2 separate regions of the Pan troglodytes genome follow, and region 2 is linked to region 1. Evidence: chromatin contacts called from public capture Hi-C data. All regions are on one chromosome and are shown on one strand. Each heading gives the region's core, a stretch centred on a gene start, on an enhancer-like site or on the middle of the called end of the contact. The rest is flanking DNA. Distances are from core to core; before and after follow the strand shown.

Evidence for each region. Capture Hi-C pulls out chosen DNA fragments and counts their contacts.
Region 2: a contact with region 1 is called in a capture Hi-C map of stem cell-derived neural stem cells, with 5 times the contacts expected there. The contact joins two enhancer-like sites. A contact is called at or near these places in 4 of 7 Hi-C or Micro-C datasets (blood, induced pluripotent stem cells and stem cell-derived neural progenitor cells), 1 of 1 datasets of contacts at active chromatin or transcription factors (stem cell-derived excitatory neurons) and 1 of 1 other capture datasets (stem cell-derived neural stem cells).

The regions. Positions count from the first base shown.
Region 1 is chr5:47,253,050-47,260,347 of NHGRI_mPanTro3-v2.0_pri, forward strand. No RefSeq gene overlaps it. Among named protein-coding and RNA genes, the nearest start is that of NCR2, 35 kb to the left of the region's middle. Within about 2 kb of position 3,897, at least 1 of the 24 cell types and tissues checked has an H3K27ac peak or open chromatin away from gene starts, as enhancers often do. A contact at or near this core is called in stem cell-derived neural stem cells, where this site is marked.
Region 2 is chr5:47,557,311-47,564,608 of NHGRI_mPanTro3-v2.0_pri, forward strand. No RefSeq gene overlaps it. Among named protein-coding and RNA genes, the nearest start is that of MDFI, 38 kb to the left of the region's middle. Within about 2 kb of position 3,486, at least 1 of the 24 cell types and tissues checked has an H3K27ac peak or open chromatin away from gene starts, as enhancers often do. A contact at or near this core is called in stem cell-derived neural stem cells, where this site is marked.

The DNA of each region.
Region 1 (7,298 bases), core at 2,647-5,146:
ATGGATTGGGACACTATGAATCTATAATTATTTAAAAGTTAACAGCTTTAAAAATTGATTGTCAAAGTCATTTTGTGTCTGTCTTTTTTACTTTTAAAATATGAATCCATCACTCTAAATGGGGGCTCCTCTGGCTCCTCACAGGGCACTCAGCGTTTGGTGGGGGCAATGACCCCGGGTTTATGCGGACACAATTCCAGAATGTTCTGCAGCCAGATCTTTCCCGAAGTTTCACATCTCTCTTCCAGGACACCTGCTGTCTCTAGAAGGAGCCTCCCTCTGGAGAAGGAAGGAGAGAAGGCAGAAAGTGGCCGCAGCCTAGTGGGAAGGAGACCAGTGACAGCTGCATCCCAGCCCACTAGGGAGCAGCAGAGGATGGAGAATGGTTCTCAGCTCTGCACTGGAGTGGGTGGAATCTCAGGCAGGAGAAGGGGAGAGGCTCTGCCCAGAGACCTTTCCCCAGCCTGACCACTGCAGGTGCAAAAGCAACTTGAGCATTTCCAATGCCTGATAAAGAGGGAGCCCAGCTGGGCTCAGTGGCTCAAGCCTCTAATCCTGGCACTTTGGGAGGCTGAGACTGGAGAATTGCTTAAGGCCAGGAATTAGGATTCAAGACCAGCCCAAGCAACATAGCGAGATTCCATCTCTACAGAGATTTTGAAAATTAGCTGGGTGTGGTGGTGCACACCTGTAGTCCTACTTAGAAGGATGAGGTGGGACCATCACTTGAGCCCAGGAGTTTGAGGCTTCAATGAGCCATGATTGTGTCACTGCACTCCTCTAAATTAATTAATTAAAATGCAACACGAAGGAAAGAGCCCTATGCCAAGCAGAGGTCTCCTGACCTTGGGATTAAAGATGGAGAAGAACTGAGGTCGACTCAGTGTGGTCACCCATTCCATGCTCTTCTTTTGTTCTGTCTGAGTATCTGAGGTCGCAGGAGTGCCCCACTCAGAACAAAGCACCTTGTTCTTCACCTTCAGGGATAAGATTGCTCAAGGAGCCTGAATCTCAGAGAAAGGACAGAGACCTCTAACTCCCCATCCATGCAACATGCATGATAGAGTTACCTAGCTGTCCCTGAACCGGTCTCAACCTGCAGGCCCATGAACCCATCTGAAATGGGCTCAAATGGAGAATGAGAAAGGACCTTGGAACATTCCCAGAGACTAATTTGGGAGCTCAGTACATCAGCTAAAGGTATTTTCTAGATGATTCTTCAGAGCCAAGGAGAGGGAGAGCTCCTGGCCTAGGATGGAAGCCAATATTTTACTCTTCTCACACTCTGTGCACCAAGAAATGGTGTGAATGTGAGAGAATCACTCTGCAATTTTACTAGCTGTATGTTCTTAATCGAAGTGCATTGCCTCTCTTGGCCCCAATTTCCTTATCTAGATAGTATGGGAAATGACAGTTCTCTCTTCTGGAGTTACTCTATTGATTAAATAAAGTAAGTGAGACGCCGTGCAAAACACCTGGCACCTGCCAGGCAATCCGTAAGCCTTTTCCTGCGCCCCCTGTCGGCGCTGGAAAAGTTCTGTATCTTGTATCAACCCCGGCTGCAGTATCCTTTATAACCACCAGGAGGCGGTGTGGGACCACGGAGCCTGCTTTGCCCACAACTAGACTCACTGGGGGAAAGGAGAGAATTCCTCCGCCTAAGGAGCAGCGGAATTGGAGCGTCAGAGAGACACCGGATCTTACCTTCTTGCGCTGGAGTTGCCCACGCTGTCTCCACAGCCCGAAAAAGAACCAGGGTAGGCATAGCAAAGGCAACAGGTGGGACGGGGAGCCAGGGAGTGGAAACGCCGGAGGTCCTCAGGCTGGGGATCCCGAAGTCCTCGCTCAGATTCCGATTCCGGAGGAGGCCAATTCCGGGACCCTATCCATGTCCCATTCCGGGCACCTTCCTCAAAAGTAGGAGTGGGAGGGGCATAAGCCGGTCAAGTATTTCCCGGGCCTTCCGGAGCAATCTTGCCTAAGTGTTCATATTTAACGCATTGGACTGGGAAACATTTGGAGATCATTGATTAAGAAATACTCAAACCTGGGCCGGGCGCGGTGGCTCACGCCTGTAATCCCAGCACTTTGGGAGGCCCAGGCGGGCGGATCACCTGAGGTCAGGAGTACAAGACCAGCTTGGACAACATGGTGAAACCCTGTCTCTACTAAAAATACAAAAATCAGCCCACCGTGGTGGTGGGTGCCTGTAGTCCCAGCTACTCGGGAGGCTGAGGCAGGAGAATCGCTTGAACCTGGAAGGCGGAGGTTGCAGGGAGCCGAGATTGTGCCACTGCACTCCAGCCTGGGCGACAGAGCAAGACTCCGTCTCAAAAATAAAAAAACATATATACTCAAACCTGAAACCCATGGATAAATTAAATTCTCTAGTCTTTGTTTATCGTTTTTGAAAACAAAAATTGCATTTTTTTGACAGGGTTTTACCATTGCCCAGGCTGAATGCAGTGGCACGATCACAGGTCACTGCAGCCTTGACCTCCTGGGCTCAAGCGATCCTCCCACCTGAGCCTCCTCAGTATAGCTAGGACTACAGATGCGCACCACCATGACTGCTAACCTTTTAGTTTTTGTAAAGATGGGATTTCCTTAGATTGCCCAGGCTGGTGATCCTCCCACCTTGGCCACCCAAAGTGCTGGGTTTACAGGCATGAACCACCACACTTGGCCCACATCGTTCTCTTTTTTAAAAAATATTCCAGCCCGGCACGGTGGCTCATGCCTCTAATCCCAGCACTTTGGTAGGCTGAGATGGGAGCATCACTTGAGGTCAGGAGTTTGAGACCAGCTTGGCCAAGATGGTGAAATCCGTCTCTACTGAAAAAAAATTTTGTTAAAAAAAATGCCGGGCCTGGTGGCGGGTGCCTGTAATCCCAACTACTTGGGAAGGCTGAGGCAGGATAATCACTTGAACCCAGGAGGTGGAGGCTGCAGTGAGCCGAGACTGCCCCACTGCACTCCAGCCTGGGAGACAGTGAGACTCCATCTAAAAAAAAAAAAAAAATCCACTGGCTTCCCATCACACCTAGTATATAATTCAAGACACTCTCTCCCTCATCATGGCCTACAAAACACTACAGAATCTGACCCTCCTGACTTTCCATTGACCCTCCCTTTCACCTCCACCCTCTCTCCTCCTTTTTGAGCTCCATTCCAGGCACTTTCCACATCTTAGGCCACTGCATTTGCAGTTCCCTCCGCGGGGACCCTGCCCTTTCAGAAGTCTGCACGGCTCATTCTCTTCTGGGTCTCTGTCTCCTCCCCAAGTTCCTCTCTGGCCCACTTCATCTTTCCTTCACAGCACAAAGGGCTATCCTGCCTGATACCATGTTGTGTGACTGTGTTTATCTGTTTCCTGTCTTTCTGACCCAGGAATGTATAAGCGTCCTGAGGGATGGGATCTTGTCTTCCTGTTTCTCAGTCATTTAATAGGCACTTGCTAAATATTTGTGGAATGAGTGAATGACTTAATTAATCTACATACTGTGGAGGCTCAGGAAGGATCGTGATAGTGACAGCTGTTGGTAAATTTAATTCAATATGTATTGTGCGCTTATTTTGTGCCTACTGTGTGGCATTCGGCATCATCTTGTTGCTGTTATTCATTGTGGTGAAGAGAATACGGCAGCAGGTAAGTCTGATCTGGGCCCAGAGCACAGACCGTAGGCGCAGCTCATCTCTTCATTGCTTTCTCCCCATTCTTGGAGTGGCAACAGGAACCCACACACACACACAGAGAGAGAGAGAGAGAGAGAGAGAGAGAGAGAGACACGGGACAGCCTCCTCTATGCACTGCTTCCTCTTCCCCAGCCCTGCTCCCTGCATCCTTCCCTCTGGTCCTAGTGTCCTGGTGTCTTGAAGATGCTGGGTAGTTAGACCGACATCCCTCTCCCTCTCTCACCCTGGGCTCTGGGACGCTGTCCCTGCTTCCCCAGAGAGCGATCGCCCCGGACTTGTGCCTGTGTTCCGGCCTAGGGCAGCCGGATATCCCCAGCGGAGTCTCAGGACAGCGCACAGGGAAGTACTGGCTTGGAGCTGCGCGTTCCTTGGGCGGCCGGCGGAGGGCGAAGAGCAGGAAGAGCCCGGGGGACGACGGTAGCAGAGTGTTGGGGAGGCCACAGACGCGGACTGCGTGGAGAAAGCACGCGCCCGGGCCGCAGTAGCCGGGCAGGGGGACGGCGGAAAGCAGCCCTCTCTGGAACATTTTATTCTGATCTCCGCAGGACTCCCCCGCGAGCCCCGGCTTGAGCACTCGTGTAACAAGTGTGCGATTGCGCGTGCGACTGGTGTGTGCGCGTGGGCACTTACACGTTCCCGGGGAGGCTGGGGGCAGGAGCTTCACTGTTCACACAAAGAGCGCTTAGAGGAGGAACATTTAAGTTTGAGGGCAAAGAAAGAAAAAAGAGTTAAAGGTTTAGGAGATGGGGGAGGAGATGGGGGCTTAAGGACGCGGTGTTGCCGCGGCTCAGCCATCGGGGCCGGAAGCTCGGGGAGGGAGAGCGCCTGGGCCCGCTTCTCGCCTATTCTACGCAGAACTTTTCTCTCCTCCTTCTTCCCTCGCTCTGCCTCTCTCGGGGCGGTCTCCGGGGACTGTCTCTCACATCCATTCTCCTTTCCTCCTTGATTTATGCTGCAGAGTGGAACGACCTTCCCTGACCTCATTTTCATGTCGGCGCGAGCACACCCGGAGCCGGCTACGCACATTCCGGAGGAGGCGCGCGCTGACACGCACACACACACACACACACACACTCGAGACACTGCAGGGCCCTGCCCATCCTCGAGTTCACACCAGCCCCGCCACTATTATGGGCACTGCCGGGGCTGTGGACGCTCAAAGAATAGATCCTCATTAGCATCTTGCTTTGAATATCATTTGCATTTTATTCATTTCATGTCAAAACGCTCAGAACTCTCCCCAGCCCGCACCTTCCCCAGAGCTTGGGAGTCATGGGTTTCCAGCTCAAGCCCCTTCTCTGTGGGCCCCACGCTTGCTGGCTACCCCCACCCCACCTACCCTGCGCCACAGCCCCCACAAAATGAATTGACGTCTCCTAAGCTCTTGGCAAGTTCCATCTCCTGCGCTAGGGTGCATTGTCTCATCTAATCCTGACAGCAACTCAAGGAGCAAAGCACCATACTATACCCATTTGAGAGTCGAGGAAACTGAGTCACAAAGGTGACTTGACCAAGGTCGTGGAGCTAAAAACCGAGGAGGAGAAACTGAAACCCAAGGCGACCAAACACCAAACCCAAAGAGCTTAACCACTTCGCTGCCCCGGCTCAGGCAAGGTCAAAGCTAAGGTATGATAACTCTGGCAGGAGAAAGTCTGTTTTCCTACGTGGTAGAAAGTCCTTGGGCCCGCCACGACCCTTCCCCCATCCCGGCCGCTGGGGCACCGGGGCACATTCCCAGTGCGGGCGCTCGCAGCACCACCTCGCCTGGCCGCCCCCAGTCCCGACCCCTTCCTAGCGCTGGATCGGCCGGGTCCGGCCGCCGTGCTCGCGGGGTCGTCCGTCGGCGCTGGCTAGTTAAGAAAAATAAACAACGTTCCAAATGAAGGCGATTCCTTTCAACCCAAGCTCCGCCGCCTGCCAGAGAAATGCAAACAGCGGGGTACGGCCGGAGTCCGCCCCAGCCCCCGCGCCGGAGCTGCGGGTGGCAGGGTCGGGCCGCGGTAACCCGAGCCGCCGCGCCGGCTCCCCGCGCGCTGCCCTCCGCCTGCCCCTTCGCCCCTGACCCCGCCGTCGGCGCGCTGGGCCTGCGCCCGCCATCCCCAGCGCCCCCCACCGGGCCGGGACCTCCGCCAGCGGTCCTCGGCGCCCTTCCTGCCCCCTCCCCACAGCGGTCTCGGCCCCATCACGAACCGCCACCCTGGGATCCCCAGCCCTCCTGCGCCCTCGAGGCCACCGGGCTCCTGCGAGCAACGCTTCCCTGCGGCGACCGCGCGCTGGGATCACTCAACACCAAGAAAAAAAAAAGGACTGGGAACGACAGAAACCTGCCTTAGCGAACTATCCCCTAGTGGATCGGGCGTGGGGGGCTGCTTCCAGATAGGACCCCTGCTCACCCTGCAGGGTGCGGCCGGGACAACTACGGGCGCCACTGCGGAAGGCCTGACCTGATCCGGCACGGTGTGGCCACCGTGGGCCCACAGAGGGTGAAGGGGTAGCTTATGCTGAGTGGGGGTGTCCACCTGGACAGACCAGGCGAGCCTCGCTCCTGGTGCGGGAGCTAGTTTTCCCTGGATCTTCCGCGGCAGAGAAGCCTGCGTCCGGGACCAGCAGAGTGAGCCGACCGGCGGATGCAGTTGACCCCATTCGCGTCCAAACTTCACTTCGAGGAAACGCAGCCCTGCGCGTAGTCCACGCAGGACGCGACAGCGCCACCCTCGTTTGTACGGCTGCGCGAATGACTCGAGAGAGTCGCGGTGGCTGCACGTGCGTGCGCAAAGCGGGAAGGAGTCAGAAACAGTCCCGGGCGCAGAGCGAAGAAATCCTGGGACCTCGGCAAGAGGGCCTCACCACTGGAGATGGGGTAGCTACGCCGTGTGGCGGGGGGAGGGGTGGTAGGGGGCGCCTAGCCAGTTGCAGGGGCCTCGGGACTTTCCATGGCCTCACCCCTCTTCTAGGACACGTGGCCAGCGTCCTCCAGGCCACCACTGGGGATGAGGGTGCTCGAGCCTCGGTGCCCAGAGTGTTGGGAGGAGCGGCGGCGCACCCGCTTCCTCCGAATTCCTGCATCGCAACGCTGGGCCGCACCGAAGGCGGTAGGATGTGCCAGGCGTAAAGCTCCGATTGGCTTCGAGAGAGTCGGGGGCAGGCGAAGACGCGGACCACGCGGGCTTCCTGTCCTCTTTATTCCCAGCTCCTTTTCGCGGGATAAGAGTGTCTGACGGCTTAAGTGCAGTCTCCCTGCGTCCCTGCCTGAGCTTTCCAGCTCCCAATTACTTCGCGGGATTGGGAGCCGAGCGCTCTCCCTGGAGCGATGCTCACACCCGTGCGCACTCGCCTAGACTTCCCAGCCCGCTCTCCGGGTCCCTCTGCGCGGCAGCACTGCGCAGCTCTTCTGCTGCCGGGGCTCCAACACCTCTGGAGCTCCAGGCCCTGACTTTCCCGCAGTCTGTCCACCCGAGCTGCAATCAATACCAGTTCAGTACGGGGCCGCTCGCTGGCCTCCACTCCTCCCGCTGCACACACGTATACACCGCATTAGAGATTCCCTTCTCGCACTTTCGTGAAGGGGCAAGATGTAAGCTCGGGAGAATTCCACTTTCCTC
Region 2 (7,298 bases), core at 2,236-4,735, 300 kb after region 1:
GGAGGGAATCAGGAAAAGTTTCATGGAGCAGCTGGTGTTTGGTTTGGGAAATTTGGAGTTCAGAGGAAAATCCAACAGAAGCAGTTGCAGAAGGTCAGAGATGGGCACCTCTGGACAGGAGAGGAGCCTTGTTCAGCTGAATGATTGGGGGAACTCAGAGAAGTAGCCAACGGCCAGGCTGGGGATGTGACACAGGGACCACCAAGGATTGTGGGTTTCCTCGCGGAAGCACCAGGGAACTGTCCAGGTCAGAACTTCCTGGAAGGTGGAGCCAATTTGTGCTCATAATACCATCAAGAGTAAAAAGATGAAAAGCAGAAGAAGCAGGCATGAGGCGGCTGCAGCAGGTTGAACAGACACTACAGAAAAGAGGCCGTCAGGGCAGCGATGGCCCCAAGCAACTCTGATTAGATGGCAAGGGCAGAGGGGGGTTAGTAGAAGATCAAACCAAAAGCCTCATCTTTTCTCTTAGTCATGTCCTAAAGAAATTATCCAAGATGTGCTTGAAAGTCTTACGTTCAATGATGTCCATCATGGACGAAGGGAGTGGTAAAAAGACTAGGGACGGCCAGGCATGGTGGCTCACGCCTGTAATCCCAGCACTTTGGGAGGCCGAGGTGGGTGGATCACTTGAGGTCAGGAGTCCGAGACCAGCCTGACCAACATGGAGAAACCCCGTCTCTACTAAAAATACAAAATTAGCCAGGCGTGGTGGCACATGCCTATAATCCCAGCTACTCGGGAAGGCTGAGGCAGAGAATCGCTTGAACCTGGGAGGCGGAGGTTGCAGTGAGCCAAGATCACGCCATTGCACTCCAGCCTGGACAACAAGAGCAAAACTCTGTCTCAAAAAAAAAAAAAAAAGAAAAGAAAAGAAAAGAAAAAGAAAGTTACCCAAAAGCAGATGTAGAGAACCAGGTGCAGTGGCTTAAGAGGGCCTTCCACAAGAACACCACAGGGTAGCATCACTCTGGGGTGAGCAAGCCCTGGTGGTAGAAGAGAGCCTTGTAGGGCCCCAAAGTCGTCATGACCAGGGCCAGTCGGGTGGGGCTGGGGGCAGCAAGTCACTGATCCCAGAACTGGGAGGGGCACAAAAGGAAGTGGGGCCCCCTCCACACCCACTGTCCCCTCTTCCATCTGCCTCCCGCTCCCCCACCTTCCATTCCAGAAGCTTCCAGCAGGAGGGTCTTTCAGGCTTCTCTGAAGAGGGGACTAATTAAACCTTAATTGACACAGCACTAATTAACTTCTTAATTACACGGAACCACATGATTAGCCACGCAGCAGACACTAATTGTTCATTAGGAGGCAGTCCCCTCTGTCCCCCACCCCTTTCCTAGGACCTACCAGCTAAGGTACCTGAGGGGCGCAGAGTTGGTGGCAACCTCATCACCCAGCCCAGTGCCTGAGCCCAGCCTGCTCCAGAGCCTCAGCTGGAATAGCACTCACCACCCTGGCCTGAAGCTAGCTGCCCTTCCATAATCGTGACACAAATGATCACTGAGCGCCTTGGATCCTGGCCTTTGCAGCCCTCCTCCTTCAAACCCCTGGCCAAGATGAGGAGTAAAGCAGGTGTTCCAGAGCGCTGAGTTTCTTCCTCCCTGAGGTGAGGGGAGCCCAGGACAGGCCCAGCTCAGAGAGTGAGAGGGAACCAGCCTTCTCGAAAGGCCCGCCTCACGCCAGTCGCCTCCCACAGCTGAGAATATTGAACCTCCCGATGCCCAACGGAACAGGCCTCTTCCACATTGAGGAGACCGGCTCCACAAAATTGAGAAATATACCCAGGAGGTTCACACTGCGAGTGAGGGGTGGAGCCAGGTCCAAGCAGGTCTTCTCCAAAGCCAAGCTGCTCTCCCCTGGCCCGGCAGCCTCCTGCAGAATTTCCCGGGTCCCACAGTGTTGGAAACTGGGACCTGGGCTGGGAAGGGGACTTGCCCCTTCCATGGAGCCATCTGCCCCCCAGCAACACAGCTTAACTTCTCTGCAGAGCCAGGAGAAGGGAGGGCCCCCAGGGAACAGGAGCAGGCTGCCTGGGCTCAAATTTCAGCTCTTTCCTTCCTAGCAGTGTGGCGTTGGGCGAGTTACTCAACCCCTCTGTGCCTCAGTTTCCTCCTCTGTACAATGGAGACAAGGATAGTACCCTCTCCATAGGCTTGTTGTGGGGATTGGATGAGCAAATGCATGAAAAGTACTCAGAGCAGTGCCTTCTTTGCCAAGCAGGTGCTCCACGAGGGCGGCTGTCACTGTGATCTGGAATGGAGGTTGTTCATACCTCCAAGCCTGTCTGCAGATTTGAGTCCCCCCACTCTACTCTCCCACCCTCAGATTTCCTCTCCTCTGTCTAGGCTTGGGGGCCACTCCCAACAGCTCCACCTTCCTTGTGTCTAGGATGTCACCTCCGGCTCCTGAGACTGCTCCCACCTCTCTATACACCTCCGCACCCAGCCTGTTCTGCTTCCCCAAGGTGGCCCAGCCCTAGCCATTCCATGTGTGTACACAGACGCCCCAGCCCATCCCACCAGGCAGGATGGACAGAAAGGCTACAGACACTTCATAGACCAGTGATCACTCATCTTGCTGCTCCCAAGACAGTCCCAGTTGTCATGTGTTGCCCTGGTGTGATCTTTAATAGTGTCCCCTTCCACTTTCAGAGTCTCCTGATCTGGACAATAAATGCTGTGATCCCTCCTTGGGTAACACCCCCACCCCAGCATGGGCCAAGTGCTTTGCTGGATGTGATTCACACCAACCCTAGAGACACCCCAGCCTGGGAGGCTGCCTTGTTGTCCCCACCTGACCAAAGAGGAAAAAACAAAGGCACAGAGATAAGGGTGGAGGACTTCCCCAAGCCCCGACACTAGGAAGGGGAGGAGGTGGGATGCCAACCCACGTCCCGGGCCTCGGAAGCCATGGCCCTTCCCCTCCTTCCCCACCTAGCCCCCCACCTTCTCTATGCTAGCAAGATAAAAGGGTGGGTGTGTGGGTGAGGAGGGCTAGAGGTTATTTGTGGGGTTGGGGGACAGGAGGCTATTTGTGGGGTTGGGGGACAGGAGGCTATTTGTGGGGAGCTGTTTGCTGAATGTCAAGAACTGCACTACAAATAGGAACAGCCCATGAAAAACACTGAGGGGAAAAAATCTATGATCTCTTCAAGGGGTGGTGAATGAGCTTGTCAGGCCCTGCACAGTTTAATGGACATGAGGCAACAGGGATATTAAGGCCGGTTTGAGGGGAGCCTCAGCTCCTGGCCCACAGCTTATTCCTCATGTAGGCATCTCCAGGAACCAGCCCTGGGGTGCGGCGGTGCTGGCTTCAGGGTGGAGTGGGCAGAGATTTGCTCACTGACCCCTCACCAACTCCTCCATGCTTCTCACCTGTCCAGGTCCCTTTCCAGGGATCCAGGCCTGGTCTCCAGGGCCTAAGCGGGAGCACCCACCTCTTCCCGAACTGGGTCAGGCCCTGGCTCTTGGTGGGAGAGGGGGCAAGGGAGGTGAATCAGATGCCCAGCTCTGGCCCCTGCCCTGAGCATGCTGTGGGCAGTGCCAGCCGCTCCCATCCCCCACAGGTCCCTGTTGTCACTGCAAGAGACACAGCAATTAGGTCAGCCCCCCCTCCAGATGCTCACCCCCTTCTCATTAACTGGAAACTATGACAGTGTAGCAAGGAAGGCCCTCTGGGTGTGTTTCCCATCTGTTGCTCTATTTCTAACACAAGCTGCACATCCCGCCTGGAATTCCTGTGCCTCTTCTCCTTCTCTTATCTAGGCCCTTGTTGTCCTTGGACGAGTTACCGAGTCTCTCTGCACCTTTTCCTCCTCATCTCTAACATGGACATAACCATGGTCACCTCCCAGGGTTCGCAGAAGGCTCACTGGGATAATTCATATAAAGCACGTAGCACAGGGCCTGACACAGAGCAGGAACTCAGTAAACGAAACTACAGTCTTTCAAGGCTCAGCCCTAATCCCGCTTCCTACAGGAGGCCCTCCTTGACTGCCCCAGCCGTATATGAGTGTTCCCTCCTCTGCCTTCCACTGCCTGCTCCTTGGTGCTTGCCACACCCCGAGGTATGTTCCTTTGTTGTAGTTGTACACCTTATCACAACACTCACTGGGGCTTACTACGTGCCAGGCACTAAGTGCTTTACATCTGTCAACTCATTTAATCTGACAGCATCCCTTGAGGCAGAGGCACTCTTATTATCCCCATTTAACAGAGGAAGACAATGAGGCACAGAGAGGTTAAGTAATTTGCCTGACGTCACACAGCAAATAAAGTGATGCAGAGCCCAGGCGGTCAAACGCCAAAGTCTATACTTTTAACCTCTACCGTAATCATAGAATTGATACATATTTTTGGGGGGGAGGAGGAAGGGATGTAGTATATACACATGACAAGTACCCACGGGCTTTGTGGGGTTTCCAGTTTCACTGGCAGGTACACTTAGGGTACTGCACAGGTGCTGTGATGTGTATTCACAGCATGTGTACAGTGTGTGTGCAGAGATGTGTCTAAATACAATGTTGTATGTACAGAGAGCTTAGACGCCACTTGGACAGTGCATGCACACTCATACAATGCATATACGTGCACCCAGTGTGTGATTCTGCCGGGGGTTTGTAGGAGGGCACGTCACAGTCCTTTGTGTGGCTGTCATTCTGCCTTAACAACAGTTAAGTGCTGGGGAGGGAAGTGGAGTAGTGTTTATTTCCCCTTCTTTAGAGATTGAGATGCCGAAGCCTGGAGAGGCTATATGCCTAGTTCCCCATGTAGGAATCTAGGCTTCCTTCTCCATGATATCCTGCTCACCACATGTGAGGGGTGCAAACACCATGTGACACAAGTGCACATCTGTGTGTACACACCAAGCACACCTTGCATATGTGTGTCAGCAATGCGTAGGTATTTGAACAATGCCTTTGTATGCGTCTTTGGGTGCACAGAGGATCTACGTGATCTGTGGGTGATGACTGTGCACATGTGCATGCATGCGTGTGTTTGTGCAGTGAGAGGTGTATATGCATGCATACATAGGAGGAAATATGGGGGCTGGAAAGGTTGCAAAGTAAAAACAGCTGGATTCCAGTCCTGTCTCTGTCACTGCCTAGCTGTGTGATCTTATACAAGTTGCTAAATCTCCCAAGACTCAGTTTCTGTGTCATCAAATGAGAATAACACCTATTTCAGAAGAGTTGGGAGTAGAGTTGGCAGACATAGAGCTCATAGAGCACAGTAGGCGCTCCACGTGTGTGTGCTCTTTGAGAATGTATTTGTGTGCACGTGCATGTGTCTGTGCTGTGCAGGCTGTGTATATGGAGCAGTGTGTATCTGCAGAGTGTAGAAGTGTATGGGGGAGCATAACGGGTGAGTGTGCATGTGTGTGTGTGTGTCTATGCGTGTGCTTTGTGCATACCGGGGGAGTGCCCAGGCTGTGGAGTTATGTGTGGAGTGGGGGTGGGGGTGCACAATGGTCTGACTGTGGCATGTGTGACTATGTGTTTTGCATGCCATGTGTGCATGGGGCAAGGGGGCTGTGCCCAGGCCCCTCATTCTAGGTGAGGCTGAAGTCGAGGGGCCTGGCTGGGTGGAAGTGGGTATCTCTGGCTGTCAGTCCCGTGCTGGGTGGGGGGTGCCCCCGCCAGTGGTGATTGAGCCCCCACTCTCCCACCAGGCCTGCCAAAATACAGCAAGACAGGGTGTAATTACCGGCACTTACCGCGGCCATTACCCCCCTCGCTGCGGCGCGTGACACACGACCCGTCAGCTCCGCGTTTGCACCATTAAGGGGCCTCATTAGCATCCCGGCTCAGAAGCAAAATTACCCTCACTGCTCATTTCAAGATGTCATCAATTTTAATTTAGGGCCCAAAGATAGTACAATGGAAAGGCCCTCCCCGGCCCGCCGCACATGGAGAGAGAGGAGAGGGTGGGGGAGGAGGCTGCTGCGGGGGAGTCAGGGTGGAGGGGATGTTGCATGAAGGGAGAAGAGGGACAGAGGCAGGGAGTGGGGAAAGATGGGGCTGAGCCATGAGGGGAGGAAAATGTTGATATTCCCCCCAAAAAAATGTCCCCAGGGTAGGGCCTTTGCTGGCACCCCCTTGAGAGGAAAAAGGAATTTCGGGCACAATAGAAGGCATGGCCCTGACCCACCCACCCTCTCGAGGGCCATGTACGGTCTAAGATATCTGGAGCCACATCATGTGCAAAATGCAGGGCCGACTTCTTCCCTTCAGTCATTCCTTTAATTCCTACAACATCCTTAGGAGGTAGACACTGCAATCTCCCATTACAGATAGGGAAACTGAGGCACAGAGAGGCTCCATCACATGGCAAGTCATGGCAGAGCCAACGTTTAAATGCAATCTGGGCCCAGCGTGCAATACACCAGCTAACGCCTGGAATCCCAACATTTTGGGAGGTTGAGGCAGGAGGATGGCTTGAGCCCATAAATTCGAGACCACCTGGGCAACATAGTGAAACCTAATCTCTACAAAAAATACAAAAACTAGCCAGGTGTGGTGGTGTGTGTCTGTAGTCCCAGCTACTCAGAAGGCTGAGGCAGGAGGATCCCTTGAGCCCAGGAATTTGAGGTTGCAGTGAGGTATGATCACTCCACTTCTCTCCAGCCAGGGCAACAGGGCGAGACCCTGTCTCAAAAACAAGGGAAGAAAAGCAAGTCTATTTGGCTTTGCTGCTCCCTGCCTTCCTGGACCCGACCTATGGCCTTGTCTTCCTGTCAACATGCCTGGGCCTGTGGGTGGGGACAAAGGTGGCCGCCCACTCGGCCTCATCTACTGTCCCACCATCCCCTCTAATCTGCAGGTACCCCCCTCTGTCAGGCCTTTGCACACTCTGTGTCCAATGCCTAGAATGCCCCTCCCTCTCCTTCCATGCGCCTTCCCTCTCCCCTTGTCAGTCTGGTCCCTCACAACCCAGCTTAATGTCACTTCTACTCCTTTTGCTGAACCCACACGGAATCATGATTGCAGGCTCACATCTGCCTCCCTGTGCCCACTCTGTTACCAGGACCAGCTGGCCTTTATCCACCCACATATCCCCACACCCAGCACAGGGCCAGCTCAAAGTGGGTGCTCAGGGTATGCTGAGTGAATGAGCACCCACTTTGCTCCACAAACCCACCGCATCCCAGCCAGTCTTCTTGCCTTCAGGTTGAGTTAGGACTGCTGTCTGGACAGAAAGGGACCATGGAGCTCTCCCCACCCCACCCTCCATTGCTTAGATGAGCAGCTGGGGCTTAAGATGAAGTGGGCAGGGGCTCAAGAGGTGATATTTAGGTCT